Linked DNA regions of Gasterosteus aculeatus: region 1 is linked to region 2. A link is a contact called in public Hi-C data. All regions are on one chromosome and are shown on one strand. The core of a region is the stretch at or near the end of the contact, and the rest is flanking DNA. Distances in the headings are between cores, read along the strand shown.

Region 1 (3,015 bases), core at 172-2,671, 36 kb before region 2:
AACACGAGACCTTTTTTATTAAACAACATTTATGCCGAATTGAAACCTGTGTGACTCTCTCTTTCGCTGGAATTGAGATTCTCTGGTATTTTAACTGACCAGAGGAACTGAACCGACCCGCTGTGGGCTGCTGACGTGGATTCCACTGAATGCGCCCATTGTGGGAGTAAACGCAGCCACGGCCATTTACTCTGAATTTTGGGGCATTGGCGAGTGATTGACAGGAGGCAGCATCTCCACAGAAGTGCTTTTAAAGTTTCGTTTTCTCGCATGGCACAGTCACAGTGAGCTTCATGTTCAGGCTTGTATTAGAGGTTTGAAGACATGCATTGCATTGTTGTTCCTTTCCTTTGTGTTTACGCAATCATTTCCATGGTGAGAAATTCCCACCGGCCCCCATGTTGAATATCGGTGAGATGTAGCTGCCGTTTTTGTGTCCTTTTGTGTTTCTGTGGGGTCTTTGCCTGGTTGTTGCAGGTCTTGGTCATTACTAATACATTTTCAAAGCTACTACCTTTCATTTTTTTTATCAACTTTTGGGATTTTCCTCCTTCTCAGCACTCAAAGACCTGCAGCTTCGTCCTTCTGATGAGATTCATTCCTCACTAAAGCTCTTGTTGGTGGTGGGACTGCTCCGTCAGCCACTTCGGGAAGCCATCCAGATGAAAAGCCACTAACTATGAATTTGGCTTTAAGGCTGCAGAAATTGAAAGAATCCTGGTGGAAATTGGTGCAATCATGCATTTCTAATTCTACCACCGGATTTGGCCAAACTCACTATTTCAATTAAAAAAATCAGATATGAGGGCTTTAAAGACCCATTTAGATAGAATGCATGTTCAATTTAGTCACCTCAGAAATTAAATCAAGAAATTGTTGCCCAGTTTGACATGTTTTTTTTTTTTACATACAACCAATGAAAACTAGATAAAGTGGTAAAGTCTGGTTAAAATGTAAAAGGGAAAATGCGTCTAACCAAAGCGATTGTCACAAGATACCTGGAAACTTGTTCTTTTGAAGAACAATTATCATAGAATGACTCACTTTCACCGGCTGAGGTTACTGTGGCGTGTGGTTTGTCACAGGAAACCACACAGTGGCTTTGATTGAATGTGAGTCGATTGAGAACTGCTGTCACCTGGTGCCCCATCGTCGATAATACAACGTTCATGAGCCAGACTTGAGTTTTCTGCAGGAGACATCAGGAAAATCAAGCGTTGTGCTTCCTTGCAAAGAGAGAACTTTTTGCAGTAGAAAAAAAAAGCAAAGTGTTATTGTAGGATTTTGCATAGGAACAAATATTGACATTCAAATAATTCTTAATAATAATTACAAAGTTGATTTATTTGTGTGTAAATTATCGCACAATCTCCTGTTGGTTCCAGCAAAAGATAAACATGTGATCCCACGCATGTGTCCCGTAAACATGTACAATAAAGGCCGCGTGTCTTCTGGCGTCCCCCCGGCAGGTGTCGGGGTCGCCCTCCGGACGCGGCCTCGCCGCCGGCGGAGAGGAGGATGCTGTTCGGGACGCGCTGGCTTTATTTTGATGTTGAGGAAAGATGGCTACCGGGAGGAAGGAGGGGAAGCAGTGACCACTTCTTGTGGAGTACGGCATCGCGCCGTGACATATGGATATGCGAGGAGTGCCACACGCTACTGACCTATTGGAGGGATTTCGTCGACTTTCTAGCCGCAGGACTCTGCCGCGTACCGGTGAGTGGACCGTGGACACGACGAGGAGACGGCGGAGAGCGGCTGGCTAGCGCCGCTAGCCGCCTAGCACGCTAGTTGGCTAACACGGACAGGAATGTGCATCTCGGGTTAACTGTCCCTTTTCTACCGCAGACGCGTTACGGCCGCCGTTAGCATTCCAGCGGCGACGTCCACGAACACTCTGCCTGTCCAGTATTAATATTGAAAGGCAAAACACCCTTTTTATTTGCAACGTATTTTCTATTGAAGGCCGACGTTCCCGTTCGGCTCGACAGTTGTGGTTGAGATGCTGCGATGCTAGCGCGATCAGCCGGCGCTAGCTAGCTAGCTAGCCAGCTAACGGACACTAATGCCGTTAAGCCAACGTAGCCGGAGGCGTTTCGGTATTTAAACATTTAACGTGTTGTGTTTCCACCCAGCGCCCCCCACCCCACCCCGCGGCGTCTCCCTAATGCACGTTAAATGGTGACAGGGAGACGCCGCCGGGGTCAGTTACCCGTCGGGGGGGCACAGCTAACGTCTTGTGGCGTCGGCTGGATTGATGACTGAACTTTAACGTTAATTAACGGGGTAAACCGGGGGGGGGGGGGGCTGCAACGTCACCACAAGTCGTCTCCCGCTCCCATCAACGCCGCAGTGACTGGCGCATTCAGGGCGATTACATCGGCCTCATTTCGTGCCCAGCTGTGCGCCTGATGTGCGACTTGGTCACCTGCGCGTACCCGCCCGCGCGAGCCCGCGCGCGCCCCCCCACTGACCGGGGCATTGTTCGCGGCGACACGGCTGACGGCGCGGACGCCTCACCTACGGACCCGACGGCGGCTCGGCGCGTGCGCCGCTGCCAATGTTGTCACACACTTTTGCGTGTGCGCGTGCGTGCGGAAGACACAGGTCACATGACGTTTCCTGCAGGTTTTGTCCGTGCAGGAGATCCGGGCGGCGATCAGACAGATGTGCTGTTTGCGGTCCAAACGCTTAAAAGGTTCTCGATAGGTATGAAAGGATGAAGTGCAAGGAGTATTTTTTTTAAAAATGCGTAGTATTAGAAATCAGTGTTATCTGCTTGACTTCCCGAATAATACGCAACAAAAATGATTCATGCTTTTCTCTTTATGCAATCCGGGCATCGCTGTTTGCTTACTGTGAAGCAAGTGCCTGAATATCTGTGATTCTGTGCCAAAGAGGGGGGGCATAAACTTAAGATCATCCACTCCATTAATCAGCCACAGTCAACATCCACCTCGCGGATCGTCCCAGAACCGCGTCGTGTTACTTTGGATGTTCAGCATCAGCTGTTTT
Region 2 (2,700 bases), core at 5-2,504:
GGCTTTTAAGGACCTCAGTCCGTTGCATAATGTCAATTATGCCCCCCCCCACCACCACCAAGCAGCGGATGACTCCAGCGAGGACCCCTCCTTCTACGAGATCCTGCCCTGCTGCGCTCGTTTCCGCTGCGGCGAGCTGATCGCGGAGGGCCAGTGGCACCACCTGGTGCTGGTGATGAGCAAAGGCATGCTGAAGAACAGCATGGCCACGCTGTACCTCGACGGGCAGCTCGTCAACACCGTCAAGGTAACGCGTGTGAATTATCTGAATTAAGACCGAATTAAAAAAAAACATACGAGGAATTTGAGTTGGCGGTTGGTGCCTGTTTTTTTTTTTTTAACGCGTCTCCGCCCTCTCCAGCTCCACTACGTCCACAGCGCCCCGGGCGGCTCCGGCTCCACCAACCCCCCCGTGCTCAGCACCGTCTACGGGTACGTGGGGACGCCGCCCGCCCAGCGCCAGCTCTCCAGCCTGGTGTGGCGTCTGGGCCCGAGTCACTTCCTGGAGGAGGTCCTGCCCGCCGCCAGCGTCGCCGCCGTCTTCGAGCTGGGGCCCATCTACGTGGGCAGCTTCCAGGCCGTCTACCTGCCCTGTGAGTCCATCCGTACCGTCAACCCTCACGATCTCTCCAAAGGTTTCTCCTTTTTCTAACCGTCCTTATCGATGTCCCAGGCAAAGACTCGAAGGCGGAGGGGGCCCCGGCCTCCCTGGTGGCGCTGGTGCCGGAGGAGAAGGTGTCCTTCAGTCTCTACGCGCTCTCCGTCTCCACGCTCACCGTGGCCAAGATCAGGAAGGTCTACAACAAACTGGACAGCAAAGCCATCGCCAAACAGGTCAGAACGGTGGAGCCGCCTACGGAATGTTACCGTGTCTCCTTACAGGTCTTTATCTACAGATGAGTTAATAATCCCTGCTGATCATCAAGTTTTCCCTGTTGGTGTCCGATCGGTACTGAAGAAAAACGAGAATTTTCGGCATTAACTCAAAACACGACTTGTTGAAATATTAGCAGCTGAGTACAGTTTATCCAGCCATCAATTATATAAATGGAAATTCCATCTTAATGATAATAACAGTGGATTAAACACACAAAAACACACACACATATTTATTTATATATATATATATATATATATATATATATATATATATATATATATATATATATACCATTCCATTGTGTGTGTTTTGAGCTCTGAATGAGGTCCTGCTCCGTCCTTATCTTTCTCCCCACCTGTCACGGTTACTTCCCAGCATGCACTGCTCTCCGCCCGCTGAGCCTCGGCTCTCGGCGAACCTGCAGGAAGCAGACGGCAAAGTGAAGTGAAGTGAAGAGGCAGCATTTCTGCTGCCGCAGCGACTCGTAGTGCAGGAAGGGAGAACGAGCCGTGTTCTCCTCTCAGAAAGAACACCGCTGGTTTCGTTAGGACGCGGCAAATGTCACATGACATCATATCTAACGCCGTTACTCGCTAAATGATGTTCAAATGATCCGCATTGGTATTTCACGGTAGTGTGGTGTCTTTCTTTTCGTGCTGACTTGCTAAATTGGGTCTATATTTAATTTGAACTGGCTGAAATAAATCTTTCCATAAAGCCAGACCTTGATACAAGATTGAATTCTGATGCTGCGATTTATAAATCCACTATGAAACAGACGATCCGTTTCTTCGTGGCCGTTGGCTCCTGTGTTGTTTACCAGTATGAGTCACTATGAGGTTCCGTTGTCATTCCATTTAACCCGAGAAAAGGGAACCGGGCCTTTTTGTTTTATGGGGAAAAACCCGGCTCTCTGTGTTCTTTGGAAACCACCGCTGCTTCTCAACGGATTGTCCTCCCTCCCTCTGTAGCTCACCGTGTCCTCTCATGAGAACGCCACGCCGGTCAAGCTGATCCACAACGCCGCGGGCCACCTCAACGGGCCGGCGCGCACCATTGGAGCCGCTGTCATCGGATATTTAGGTAAACAAAGTAACTGGGAATCTGCGGTGGAGGGGACGAGCTCCATGAACATCCCACGGTTCTCCCCCCTTCAGGCGTCCGCGTGTTCGTGGCCAAACCCGTCGCCACCAACCTGCAGTATGTGGGCGGGGCGGCGGCCATCTTGGGCCTGGTCGCCATGGCGTCGGACGTGGAGGGGCTGTATGCTGCGGTCAAGGCTCTGGTGTGTGTTGTGAAAAGCAACCCGCTGGCCAGCAAGGAGATGGAGCGCATCCGAGGCTACCAGGTTTGACGCCGGTCACGTGACCATAAACTCCAACCAGTTACAACCAGTTTGAGTTGACCCCTTAAGCGGGATTCACAGCATGTTCACGGCCACGCGGCGCCATGTGGCGTTGACTCGTTGACTCCTCCCCCCTCCCTTGCAGCTGCTGGCTATGCTGCTGAAGAAGAAGCGCTCGCTGCTCAACAGCCACATCCTCCACCTCACCTTCTCCCTGGTGGGGACGGTCGACAGCGGCCACGAGACCTCCATCATTCCCAACTCCACCGCCTTCCAGGACCTGCTCTGTGACTTTGAGGTGAGCACATGTTGACCAGATGAGGGGAAGAGCTCGAATTCCACAGCGGGTTGGACCTTTTTTAGGAGTTTCTCTTCAGGCCACAATCAGGCAGTCGTTTTTTTTGTTGTTGCCAAAAGCTACTCGGCGTCACCGGGGATCTCAACCTGCTCCTTCTGCTCCTCAGGTCTGGCTCCA

What was found. A called contact is a pair of places that touch in the nucleus more often than the background predicts.
Region 1: a contact with region 2 is called in a Hi-C map of whole body, with 9 times the contacts expected there. The contact joins the promoter of wdfy3 here to the enhancer-like site in region 2. A contact is called at or near these places in 5 of 6 Hi-C or Micro-C datasets (liver, skeletal muscle, tail fin and 1 more).

Annotation. Positions count from the first base shown.
Region 1 is chr13:21,330,037-21,333,051 of fGasAcu3.hap1.1, reverse strand. It overlaps wdfy3 (WD repeat and FYVE domain containing 3), which reads left to right and starts at 1,421. Exons shown (of 66, transcript XM_078086280.1): 1 at 1,421-1,716.
Region 2 is chr13:21,294,570-21,297,269 of fGasAcu3.hap1.1, reverse strand. wdfy3 (WD repeat and FYVE domain containing 3) reads left to right here. Exons shown (of 66, transcript XM_078086280.1): 20 at 66-247; 21 at 362-593; 22 at 674-834; 23 at 1,852-1,963; 24 at 2,038-2,228; 25 at 2,371-2,523; 26 at 2,690-2,700. Among protein-coding and RNA genes, the nearest start is that of cds1, 22 kb to the right of the region's middle. Within about 2 kb of position 1,254, at least 2 of the 9 cell types and tissues checked have open chromatin away from gene starts, as enhancers often do.